3 separate regions of the Rattus norvegicus genome follow, and all the other regions are linked to region 2. Evidence: chromatin contacts called from public Hi-C data. All regions are on one chromosome and are shown on one strand. The core of a region is the stretch at or near the end of the contact, and the rest is flanking DNA. Distances in the headings are between cores, read along the strand shown.

Region 1 (4,246 bases), core at 1,280-3,779, 350 kb before region 2:
ATGATCCAACTGTAATCACAAATTCTTGTTCCTTCTGCTCCACAAAAACTTCATCTTAAAGAATGTTCATATTGTTAACTCATGTTGTTATATCTTTTGTAAACTTATTAGCTACAGGAAACCCACTCAGACCTACCTCTCATGGACTCCGCCCAGATAAGTTCATCTGCCTAAAGTTCCTACTTACTACCTATTCCAGAGGGTGGGATTCCTCTGTACATCTAAGAAAATATTTTCTTCCAAATGTGCTTAATCTCTACAAATGATATATGTGTGTATATATTTCAGCATCTTGTCAAGTCCAGGCACTTACTACACCCAGGACAGTTCCAGAGAAGTGACCCGCAGATGTTCAATCTCCTCTCACAGACACAGACACTTCTACTGGACCTGTTCCTTCTGACCTATCCTTGGATGCTTCCACAGACCCTGGACAACAAGAAAACAGCCAACTCTCCTAGGACTGAACAAAAGTCCCATACCCACTTTTCTAGGTTCCCTAGAGACATGTCGCCCCAAAACAAGCATGAAGCAGTCAGAGATCACAACGGCCCTATTCCTGCTCCATTTTTGACCCTATTCCTGTACCACCATCACCTTTCTAATTTTTCTTTCTTAATTAAACCAAAACAAGGGAATGTTAGCATTCTGTCTAAGCACCACTCCCACAGTTACCTGGCAGCAGCCAGGCATGCCTAACACTATAAAGGGGGCTGTTTGCCACCTCCTCACTCTCTTGCTCTTGCTCTCTTGTCCCTTTGTCCCTTCTCTACTCATTCCCCTCCCCCTTCTCTTCATGTGCTCATGGCCAGCCTCTACTCTATTCCTTTCCTTCTCTACTCTTCTCTACTCTCCCTTGTTTTACCCTTTCATTAAACCTCTCAACATGGAACTGTGTTGTCCTGGTGTGGTTTGTCCAGATGTGAACCAAGACTTCTACCCCAACAAATGTCACAGTACACACTCCCCTTGCAAGTTGTCACCATGAGTGTAGTCTATTACCCAGTCCTCACCCTCCATTCTGAGCAAGTGATCACACTCATCATTTGTCCAGCCTCCACTCATAAAATAACCCCTCAGAAACTCAGCATCCTTCATAATCACATATAGATGTCTAAATTCTCTGTACATTGTGTGAATGCCAAGAGAAGGCAACATTACTATGACTCCCACACTTGAGTTGCAGGCTAGGCTTTTAGGTTTGGCTCAAAGGCTACAGAATTTGTGGATACCTTCTGTATTCTCCATGCCACTCCCCGAGCATGGCACTCCAGATCTCTTTTACACCTCTACAAATATTTCTTTCTTTCTTTTTTTTTAAAGATTTATTCATTTATTATATATAAGTACACTGTAGCGGTCTTCAGATACACCAGAAGAGGGCATCAGATCTCTTTACAGATGGTTGTGAGCCACCATGTGGTTGCTGGGAATTGAACTCAGGACCTCTGGAAGAGCAGTCAGTGCTCTTAACCGCTCAACCATCTCTCCAGCCCCTCTACAGATATTTCTAAAGGTACTTCCCAATTTACTCTGCCCATGGGCCTGTACTCACTGAAGTGATAGGACTTCTCAGAGTTTCCCCTCCATTGTTGCATCTCTGAATCTAATCCCTATCTCAGAGGTCATAGGCATTCTAATGAAACCTGCAAGTGTCACCTGTCCCCTCACCAAGAACACATAAAAAGTGACAATTACTGGGGAAGGACTCCCTTCCATGGAGCTGCCTGCAAGATGTGCAGAGATCCGTTATGGTAAATATGGTGCATAAGAGCAGTTAGTTTAAATCTCAGGGAGCATGAGTCATTAGATATCTCAAAATACCCTCCTATCTGCCAGGGATTAATCTCAGCCCAGGAGATGGCACAGACATTAAAGTGCTTGCCAAAAAGGCATGAAGGCCTGAAAGCAACCCTCAGTTCAATTATGTGAGTTTGGAGCTGCCTGCCTGTGATCCTTGAAGTGGGGAAGCAGAAACAAGAGGATCCCTAAGTTTCTGGCCAGGCACACTGACCAAATCAGAGTTCAGTGAAAGACTTCAAAATATAAGGAAGAAAACAATAAAGGAAGATAAGTCATTGTTAACCTCTGGCTTCCACATGTATCTACACACATACATATACAATATCATCCTGGAGAGAGAGAGAGAATGAGAGAGAGAGAGAGAGAGATGTGGAAGTGAGTGGGTGAGGGAGGATCTAGTCAGATTTGAGGGAGAGGACACTCCAACTCCAGGGGATACAAGACCATCAAGTCAAAAACAGTGACAGTGTCACTACCAAGAAGTCCTCTCTCTCTCTCTCTCTCTCTCTCTCTCTCTCTCTCTCTCTCTCTCTCACACACACACACACACACACACACACACACACACACACAAATCTCATAAATATTCTGAATTTTCATTGGGAATATTGTGTGCAGAAACTGCAGATGGCATTGGCCAAATGTTCATTGCCACTCATTCTGGCTAAATGATTGGTGAGGCTAAATCCAGGATGAATGTGATCCTTTGTTCAGAGAACTGGAAATTTCAAGGCAATGAAGAAACTCACAAAATAGCTCATGCCTATATTTTCAGCACGTATGAGGCTGAGACAAGTAACAGCCATTAGTTTATGGCCAGGGTGGGGCTTTAGAAAGAATTCCATACCAGCCGGTTCTACAGAATAAGACAATGAAAGAGAATATTCATCAAACTTCATTTCTCGGCCTTCAAGGGTGGCCCATTCATGAGGCCATTCTAATAGCAGTCATGCAGGAGACAGACAAGTGTGCACTGGAACAGCTGCCAACTTCAAGGAGAGAAAAAGCAGAGCTAGCGACTGTGAAATGTCTCAAATGGTTTATTTCCAGAAGCTAGAAAGCAAATTTCCAAATTGTAGCAGGCAGTCTTCTGTCTGAAGGTAGTTTTAAAAAGGCAGTCTTTTGTACTCCTTTGTGTTTATGTATATGTTCACATACTGTGCATTCGTGTGTGCTGGTTCATCTGCACATGTGTACATATGGGTATGGAGAACGGAGTCATCCCTCAGGAACAGTCTAGGAGGCTAAACTGGCTGGGTGAATACCCCAGAGATCCCCCTGATTCTACCTCCCCAGCACTGGTGTTTTAAGTGTGTGCCACCATGGCCTTGATATTTTTTCCAACTTTGGTTCTGAGATCACAGTCTTGTCCTGCTGCTTACTTCCTAAACTACTACTCCAGGCTAGGGACAGTCCTTTACAGTCCCCTCCTGCCATGTGTTTCCTCTGGAGAAATGTCAGCATCAAAACACAATGAAGTAACATTCTGCTCCCTCCCTTATCCCTTTCTTTGTTGCAGGATGTTGGTCTTGGCACATCTTTCCTCATCATCTGGTTAAGTATCAGCCTGTGAGAGCGTCCCCATTCTGCAGAGTGCTGTCTGGGATAAGACAACCCCAGTAAGAGAGCAAATGGCGACTTAGTTTAAAGTGAAAACTGTTTTTGTTTTGTTTTAAAGCAACAATTTATAGCAGCTTCTCAGGATGTGTCTGTTCTCACACCTCTTACACCTTGGGTGTTGCTGTGCAGACAGCAGAGTCCTCAGTCATTCATACCTAATGGTGTGAAACACCAGCCATCCAATTGCACTTGGTTTTGTGATAATGTTCTTACAGTGTTTGTTTTGAGAGTATCTTCTAAGGATGTGGATGGTTTAGCAGGTAAAAACACTTATTGTCAAGCCTGATGACCTGAGTTCAACCCCAGAGACCCACATGGAGGAAGGAATAAATTGACTCCTGCAAGTTGTCCCCTGACTGTCACATATGCACCATGTTACATATCACAAAAAAATTATTTATATATTCATATTTAGACTAATCCATCCTGACATCCATATATATATGCATAATATATATACACACCACACATAGATAGATAGATAGATAGATAGATAGATAGATAGATAGATAGATAGATAGATAGACAATATAAGTATATAAGTATAGGAATTTGTATAGGTATATAATGGTATATCCAATCAGAGCATAACACCAGAAGAAAAACTCAGGGGTGAGGATGTAGCTCAGTAGAGAAATATTTGCCATCTGTACAAAGGCCTCAGTTCTATCCTCACAACCGCAAAAAGAGAAGGTAGATAAAGAAAAGGAAGAGTTACTCACGTCATTGAAACAGTACACTAGTCTCTGTTTAGTTATAGCAGGAGTCAACTATAGAAAGTACCTGGAAGTGTTACAAGTGGATAGGCAAAGTGCAGAGAGGC
Region 2 (4,536 bases), core at 1,251-3,750:
TGGCCGATTTTCTGCTGAATCAGCTAACTTCACGGAAGCATTGAATTCCGGATTCTAAGGAGTTTTAGCTCTTGTTTCCAAGAGTAGGAAGTGTTACTTTCACTATAAGAGACTGCTAAGTAAATGTCAACATTAAAATGATAAATAAATAAATAAATAAAAGATAGTGGTTATCTATTAACCCAGCAATCTTGGATGGGAGAGCAAAAGGCTGCGGGGGGGGGGGGGGGGCGGGCACTAGAGGGGGACCGAAGGGGCGGTGTCCTGTGGGTCACCAGAAGGCACTATTCCTAAGAGGCTGTTGCATTGAACTGCAGCGAAGAGGAGGAAGACAGAGTACTATAACTCACAATACACCATGGTTGCTAATTTTGTTTTGCCACAAGGCTGTTTTAATGACGTTAACTGCTATCTCCCCCACCACCACCATCACCACTCCACTGCCAAAGAACCTGCACAGCCTAGAACGGACCTGCAGTCGCCTCTTCTCTACTCCCTGCCCAACTTTTGTTCTCCAGTTCCACTTGTTCCTGGTATGAAATCTGACAAAAAGCAAAAATCTTGAAACAAAAAGAAAGGGCGGAAGGGAAAGGAAGGGGAAGGAAGGGAAAGGGCGGAGGAGGAGAAGGAGGAAGGGTGCAGAGGAGGGGGCAGGGAGAGAGGGAGGGGGAGGGAAAAACGGAGGGAGAGAGGGAGAGGGACCGAGAGAGGGAGAGGGAAGGAGGAAGGGAGGGTGAGAGTGAGGGAGGGAGAGGGGGAGCAAGGGTGGGAGGGAGAGGCTGGCCACTGGAGTGCCTGCCACCCTAACTATCTGAAATGCTTATTCCCGAGATTACAGTAATTACAGCCGCAGCGTGAGTTCCATACAAGCGCTAAATGAAACAGCACATCAATTAAAAAATAAACACTCCATTCTAGGAGAAAGACAACCCCCTGGGAAGTCCTAACAAGCGCAAATGAACCTGCCAGGCCCTGGCCCCTCACACCCTCCTCCCTACTTAAGGTGGACGCTGAAAGGGCTGGCAGCAGCTGAACGCTCCTCTGGTTCTGGGTGTTGAGTACAGCACGCAGCCCCGCCTCTCACAGCAGAAAGGGAGGCACAGACAAAAACACATGTTAAGTTTTTATGTAGATGAGTGTGTGTATGTCTTAAAAGTAGCACGTGGGTAGGGAATGCAGTGGCAGTAGTCAGTGTGTCTTATTGGTAAGCTTATGTTTGTGTCTGAAAGGATAAACTGATCTACGTCTTTCATATATTTATGTATTTTATCCCATCCAAAAAAATCAACCTCCCAAATGACATCTGGCTTGATCACTCCCGCTTTCTAGGTAAGGAACTGAAGTGCCACAGGTCATGCGGCAATGGACACTTATGTACCACGCTCCTAGCACTCGGAAAGGGCTACCAAGCAGTCTTGGCCAAACCTGGTCATCTAGCCCCAATAGAAGTCTCACTACTATCTCACCAAGTCGCCAAGTCCGAAAAGCCCTCGTTATGAGACTACCAAGAGGAAATCTCTCCCTGAAATGCCCTAGCTCTGGATCTGGACCAGCCTTGGAGCCCTAGCTGTGCTTCCAAGACCATCTAGACCCCGCAGATATTGTCTGTGGAGCAAGAGACTGACTCAGAGAGCCCTGGAAGGTGATTCCAGAGATCTCTCCTGGGAGAGATCCCAGGAGCAGACTCGGAGAAATGCGACCAAGACCTCTGAAGCGCTGAACTCTTTGGGGACAGTCTGAGTAAATGCTCAATCCGTGTGGTCAACCCCATGGTGACCAAAAACAAACTCTCCATCCGCCCAAAGCTAGGAAAGCAGTCCCAAAACTACGGACTTCCTTAAGGAAGGCAGAGCCTTGAGAACGCAGATACTCCGCCCCGTTGCGCAGGGATTGGTGAAGCAGAAGAGGGAGGAGACCAAATGCAGGCTGTATAAATATTCATGAGCCGGCCTGGAGGCGCTAGCTGACTAAAGCCGGGAAGTTAGGCGAAGGGCGCAGCTCCTGTGGAGGAGGAGGAGGCTGGGACTACGGTGCTCAGGTGTCCCCTCTGTCTTTTGCTCTGGATTTGTTTGTCGGTCTAGCAAGAAAGCACGTCCTGCACCCTGCCCGACTGTGGCCAGAACGCGGCTCGGACTTTTGGTGGCTGCAGATGCAAGAGGACCGACGCAGGAGTGAGAAGGCGGCGGCCTGAGCAGCCGAGGGCCCGGAACTCTGGCAGTGGCGGCGCGGCCTGGAACGGACATGAACCCTCGGGGCCCGAAGAGGGGCCGCTAGGTCTGACCCGAGAGTCTAGAGGCCAGACACAGCCATCTTGACTGAAGCCAGAAAGGAAACTTGAGGCGCCCTCTGAGCCTTCGCTGCTGGGAGCCACACGAAGTGTCTGAGCTTGCAGGAGGACCTACAGGAGCTCAGGAGAATGATCCCGGGGGCCACCGCTCCGCTCCGGGAGGGCTGAGTGCGACTCAGAGGGCGCAGGACAGACCCTGTGGAATTGTGGCGCGTCTGCGGTCACCCCAGGAGAGGCGTGGGGGAGGGCCGGACGAGTCCTGCCTAGGTTTCCGACCCTGCTGCCACAGACGCTGCCTGAAAAGGAGATAAATTGTTGGCAGATTCTCCTCTCGGCAGAGAAAAGCCGGACAAGACCTTCTGGTCGCCTGCACTCCCTTTACTCAGGTTCCTCACCGTAGAGCCCTTCTGCGCGGCGCCCGGAGAAGGAGGACTTGGGGTCCCGGCGCTCAGCATGGAGTGGGGTTACCTGTTGGAAGTGACCTCGCTACTAGCCGCCTTGGCGGTGCTACAGCGCTCGAGCGGCGCTGCCGCGGCTTCGGCCAAGGAGCTGGCGTGCCAAGAGATCACAGTGCCGCTGTGCAAGGGCATCGGTTACAACTACACCTACATGCCCAACCAGTTCAACCACGACACGCAAGATGAGGCGGGCCTAGAGGTACACCAGTTCTGGCCGCTGGTGGAGATCCAGTGCTCCCCGGACCTCAAGTTCTTTCTGTGTAGCATGTACACGCCCATCTGCCTGGAGGACTACAAGAAACCTCTGCCGCCTTGCCGCTCTGTGTGTGAACGCGCCAAGGCCGGCTGCGCGCCGCTCATGCGCCAGTACGGCTTTGCCTGGCCTGACCGAATGCGCTGCGATCGGCTGCCGGAGCAGGGCAACCCCGACACTCTGTGCATGGACTACAACCGCACCGACCTCACCACGGCCGCGCCCAGCCCACCGCGCCGCCTGCCGCCGCCGCAGCCTGGCGAGCAGCCGCCCTCCGGCAGCGGCCACAGCCGCCCGCCAGGGGCCAGGCCCCCACATCGTGGCGGCAGCAGTAGGGGCAGCGGGGACACGGCGGCTGCGCCCCCCTCTCGCGGCGGGAAGGCGAGGCCCCCTGGTGGCGGCGCCGCTCCCTGCGAGCCCGGGTGCCAGTGCCGCGCGCCCATGGTGAGTGTGTCCAGCGAACGCCACCCGCTCTACAACCGCGTCAAGACCGGCCAGATCGCCAACTGTGCGCTGCCCTGCCACAACCCCTTCTTTAGCCAGGATGAGCGCGCCTTCACTGTCTTCTGGATCGGCTTGTGGTCGGTGCTCTGCTTCGTCTCCACCTTCGCCACTGTCTCTACCTTCCTCATCGATATGGAGCGCTTTAAGTACCCGGAACGGCCCATTATATTCCTCTCTGCCTGCTACCTCTTCGTGTCTGTCGGGTACCTGGTGCGCCTGGTGGCTGGACACGAGAAAGTGGCCTGCAGCGGCGGCGCGCCGGGTGCAGGAGGAGCTGGGGGTGCTGGCGGCGCGGCGACCGCTGGCGCGGGGGCGGCGGGAGCGGGGGCGAGCAGCCCGGGCGCGCGCGGCGAGTACGAGGAGCTGGGTGCAGTGGAGCAGCACGTGCGCTATGAGACCACTGGCCCCGCGCTGTGCACGGTAGTCTTCCTCCTTGTCTACTTTTTTGGCATGGCTAGCTCCATCTGGTGGGTAATCCTGTCTCTCACGTGGTTCTTGGCGGCTGGTATGAAATGGGGCAACGAGGCCATAGCAGGCTACTCGCAATACTTCCACCTTGCCGCGTGGCTCGTGCCCAGCGTCAAGTCCATAGCGGTGCTGGCGCTCAGCTCCGTGGACGGCGACCCGGTGGCGGGCATCTGCTACGTGGGCAACCAGAGCCTTGACAACCTACGCGGCTTTGTACTGGCGCCACTGGTCATCTACCTCTTCATTGGGACTATGTTTCTGTTAGCTGGCTTCGTGTCGCTGTTCCGAATCCGCTCAGTCATCAAGCAACAAGGAGGCCCAACCAAGACTCACAAGCTAGAAAAGCTCATGATCCGCTTGGGCCTCTTCACCGTGCTCTACACGGTGCCCGCCGCCGTCGTTGTCGCCTGCCTTTTCTATGAGCAGCACAACCGACCGCGCTGGGAGGCCACGCACAACTGCCCATGCCTTCGCGACCTGCAGCCAGACCAGGCTCGCAGGCCCGACTACGCGGTCTTCATGCTCAAGTACTTCATGTGCCTAGTGGTGGGCATCACATCAGGCGT
Region 3 (4,489 bases), core at 939-3,438, 260 kb before region 2:
TGTTTCTCCACACATCTATTCACATATATTTGTGTATTTATGTATATGATAAGTATATGCTGCTATATGTTTTTGCAGGGAGATAGATATCTGTGTTTGTTCAGGTATATATATGTGTATCTGTGTTTTTGTGCATGTGTGTATGTATGTTCATATGTGCCAGAGTTTGTTATTTGTGTATGTGTGTGTTGTGTATTTTATGGGTAAAGAATGTAAATTCATGCATATGTGTTACAGATGTCCGTATATAGTGAACAAGATAGAAACAAATTTTAATTTTCCCAGAAGTTGCTATGCTTATGGGGGGACAGGGAGAAGAGGAGATGGTTGTTTGTGTACCTTTCCGTGTATGTGAAGCCAGTTATGTTTGTCTTCTAATTGCCATCATTACTGTTATTGCCACTTTGTGGGGGGCCTGAGTCTGACCTGAGCTGGGTTCCTGCTGAGAGCTACAGTGCATAGCCTGGCCTACAATATATAGCCTGGGCCACTTGGTTAATCAAATCAGACTCAGCTCTAGCACCCAGATGACAAAGAACTCAAAAATCTTATGATTTCACAAAAAAGAATGATTTAACCAAGAATTTCTGGGGAACTTATATGTTTGAGAATAAGTTTTATATGTTTGAGAATAAGTTTACCTCTCTCTCTCTCTCTCTCTCTCTCTCTCTCTCTCTCTGTCTGTCTCTCTCTCTCCCTGTCTCTCTCTCTCTGTCTCTGTGTGTGTGTGTGTGTGTGTGTGTGTGTGTGTGTGTGTGAGAGAGAGAGAGAGAGAGAGAGAGAGAGAGAGAGAGAGAGAGAAAGACAGAGACAGAGACAGAGACAGAGAGAATAATATCGGAATGTGTCTGAACTGGCTATGTAGATCAGGCTGGCCTAGAACTCAGCAACCCACATGTCTCTGCCCCAATTCTTTGGCAATGAGGGCACATGCATATTTGAAGAAAAGAGTTTGTGGTAGAGCAAAGCTACTTGTGAGGCAGGAACAAAGAGGGCAAGAGCTGAAATTCCGCAATCCATTTTGCAGGACATCCTCAGTCCCTAAGCTTCTTAGAATGCCCTCCAATTCTTCGAGGCTCAACTGCCTCTGATAGTATACCTTAGGAGACAAGCCTTTCCACATAGTTACTAACAAGGCTCCTGTGACAAGGTGTAGCAGAAGGCTCAGAAGTGCCAGTGAGGAGGCATTGACCATGGATATGAAGCCCCAGTCGTACAGTTGAGACCAACTGTATTACTCATGGATATAGCTGTACAGGGTATGTTGTGTCTAATAGGAATCTACTTTAGAGTGATGTCACATGCCCTTACCAAAAATAAAACAATAAGTATGTGAGATGAGAGACCATTTGCTAGCTCCATTTAACCTGTCTAAAGTTCACATGGACCAGAACATCACACTCTACCTTCTATGTGCAGCTTAGTATCCATTAATTAAATGCAAATTAACTGTAAAATCCACAGACTGTGTGGACCCACATCAGCCTTGCCATAGCCAGACTCTCAACAACTCTCCCCACAAGTGCCAGTTCCTTGATGCAATCTGTCTAACTTTATATCTTGGTAAAGACTGTAATTCATTGCCCCCAAGTCTTCACGAACTTTTCTTTGAAAATTATACTCGCTATCTGTAGGGCATATTTTTCAACCTATTTAAAATAGATACAGTAAATCCCCAAAGAGGTGCTTCTTTCTGGTCCCTCAAACATGAAACCTTCTCAAGAAACTGAAATAAAAAGCAAACTTCATCAAATTATTTCACTGGAGAGAAGTGGAGGGAAATGTTTTGAGGACAGTTAGGAGGCAGTCATCTTTGTCAGGGGCCAGAACACACTTCCCTTGAGAAGCTTTAGGACTGACATAAATAATGCAGCCTGTAGAAAGGTCATCTCTGAGGCTTCAGAGCGACAGCCCCAAAACAATTGCTCTGAAGAATTCCAGGCATCAGTCTAAGCACTACATAGAGAGGGGCAAGGAAGCCCTGTGTAAAAAGTGCCAACCTTGAACCTTGCTGTGGCTCTGGTGTCTTATCAGGCGCCACATTCTAGTCCCTGCAGCAAAGGTAGAAGAGGTGCAGGCCAACACATCTTGAGAGGCAGGAAGCACAGGCCACAGGGCATTTAGAGAGGTCAAGCGAGCATGGAGCAACTCCAGGAATCAATAGCACTGCGAGGAGTGAGGAGGGATCAGTGACCTCTGGACTTTGTGGCAGTTTAGCAGTTGATTAACAACACACCAGGGACTGGCCCTGGGCTATGTGGCAGCCACAGACAGCTAATTTCAGACAATTGGAATGAGCTAACTCAGGCAGGCCCTTGCAGAAGGCACAGCTCCTGAGCAGGACACTAAACAGGAAGACACTTGAGCCACTTGACAAAGCTTACAAATCACCTCAAAATCTGAGTCCCCCCTCCCACTGGGCCTCTTCTCAATTTTTATCACGAAAATTTCCAAAATTTTTTTTAAAATCAGTGAATTTAATACATTTCCATACATTGGGTCACCAATATCCATCTATTAACTCATGACCAAATTTATTTATCTCTGACTCTCCCCACTCCAGCTACACAAGGTTAACATAGGGCAAGTACTAGACATAATAATATAACTTAATTTGTAAATCTTCCTGCTTAAATCTCTAAACAATTCCTCTCTGGAACATCCTATGCTATTATCACAGCAAAAATTAAGTGCCCAAGGCACTTGTTTATGAGTGCACTAGTCTTGGCTGAGGACAATCTATGAATTGAGGCTATTTTGGGATTTTGGAAATCGGGCTTACTGCTGAATGCTACCAAATACTGAATAAATAAACTATACCATTCCTCCAAATTTCAAGTGGACATTTCTAAAATTTAAAAGCAAAGGAATTCTGAAAACGACAGAAATAATACACAAAAAACATGCAATTGTTTTAAGCAGTGCACAAAAAGAAGTTACAGAAGGAGAGAGAGAATAAGTCGTCAGAACAATAATGAACAAGAGTGTCCTCCAGAGGGGGGTGAACATGGCTGCAGAGCGGCAGGTCGTGTTGAGGGAGTTCGTGGAGTTGATGGGCACTGAGGAGGACAGGCCTGTCTTCTTCCTGGAGTCAGCTGGCTGGGACCTGCAGATTGTACTTGCAAGCTTTTATGAGGATGCAGGGGCTGAAGACATTGTGACCATTTCACAGGCAAACCCAAGTTTAATGTCTAGAGGCACAGCTCCTAGTGATAATAGAGTAACATCCTTCAGAGACCTCGATCATGACCAAGGTGAAGAGGAAGAGGAGGAAGAGGAGGAGGGGGAGGTGGAGGAGGAGGAGGAGGGGGGTAGGAGGAAGAGGGGGGGGAGGAGGAGGAGGGACAGAGGTTTTATGCTGAGGGCTCAGAAAGAAGTAGACAGCAAATTGTTGACCTCCCTAGGAAGAAAAGTCCCAACAAGCTGGTGGATGATCTGTTTAAGGGTACCAAAGAGCATGGGACCGTAGCTGTGGAATGAGTGACCAAGAGCCCTGGAGAGACCAGTAAACTGAGACCGTTTGCAGAAGGGGGCTACCGCCTTGGAGCAGCACCAGAGGAAAGGTCTGCCTATGTGGCAGGAGAAAGGATTCAGGCCAGGATGTTCATGTAGTGCTAAAGCCCTGGAAAACTAGATTCAGTTTAGATAATGACAACCTTAGAAGCGGCCGAGACCCAGCCAATGCTCAGTTCCTGGAGTCTATCCGTAGAGCGGAAGTTTCTGTAGAGCTTTGGAGGTTAGTTTACACTGGGCAAGTGGCTTTGGATATGGAGGATCATAGAGATGAGGACTTCGTGAAGCCCAAGGGAGCCTTCAAAGCCTTCACCGGTGAGGGCCAGAAAGTGGACAGCACGCCCTCCCCTCACCCACCCCTTAGTATTAAACACCAGCTCTCCAAACCAGCAAGCAGAAAATGAAACCAAAGCTAACTTGTCCATATTAATCAATGAGGCAGAATCCACCATGGACATTCAAATCTGGCTTGTAGATGGTGGGAGGCTGGTGCAGAAATTCAACCACAGTCACAGGATCAGCGACAATGGACTCTTCATCATGTATGCCCGGCCAGCTATGGCTGCCACCAGTTTTGTCCTTATCACGACCTCCCTAACAAAAAGTTGGCTGATGAGAACCAAACTCTAAAGGAAGCCAATCTTCTTTGCACTGTCATCGCTGTCATCATTTGGTGGTTAACATAACCGCCTAGCTGCTGCCTCACCTCCCTGTGTGTCTCCCATGACTGAAGTCATGCCCATGGGAATTACTTCCCAACCCCTAGCCCTTCCAGTGCCTCGTCTTGTCCGTAGCTCTGGATTCTTGAACATTCGTGTTCTCTTTAGTTATACTTCCTGGGATTTTGTGGTGATCAATAGATTTTAAAGAGAAAAAAATAAAAACACAAAAATTTGAAGAAAAAATAATGAATAAGAATTTAGAATTCCTTCCAATTGATCTCAGACACACAGGATATATCAAAGAAGCTCAGAAA

The links. A called contact is a pair of places that touch in the nucleus more often than the background predicts.
Region 1: a contact with region 2 is called in a Hi-C map of Schwann cells, with 6 times the contacts expected there. The contact joins the enhancer-like site here to the promoter of Fzd8 in region 2. A contact is called at or near these places in 3 of 12 Hi-C or Micro-C datasets (the A7r5 cell line, Schwann cells and liver).
Region 3: a contact with region 2 is called in a Hi-C map of liver, with 5 times the contacts expected there. The contact joins the enhancer-like site here to the promoter of Fzd8 in region 2. A contact is called at or near these places in 3 of 12 Hi-C or Micro-C datasets (kidney and liver).

The regions. Positions count from the first base shown.
Region 1 is chr17:61,653,057-61,657,302 of GRCr8, forward strand. No RefSeq gene overlaps it. Among named protein-coding and RNA genes, the nearest start is that of Trnaa-agc37, 240 kb to the right of the region's middle. Within about 2 kb of position 2,530, at least 1 of the 93 cell types and tissues checked has an H3K27ac peak or open chromatin away from gene starts, as enhancers often do. A contact at or near this core is called in Schwann cells, where this site is marked.
Region 2 is chr17:62,007,494-62,012,029 of GRCr8, forward strand. Fzd8 (frizzled class receptor 8) reads left to right here and starts at 2,501. Exons shown (of 1, transcript NM_001044251.2): 1 at 2,501-4,536. The coding sequence starts at 2,741.
Region 3 is chr17:61,749,188-61,753,676 of GRCr8, forward strand. It overlaps the pseudogene Nsfl1c-ps1. Among named protein-coding and RNA genes, the nearest start is that of Trnaa-agc37, 140 kb to the right of the region's middle. Within about 2 kb of position 2,189, at least 3 of the 93 cell types and tissues checked have an H3K27ac peak or open chromatin away from gene starts, as enhancers often do. A contact at or near this core is called in kidney and liver, where this site is marked.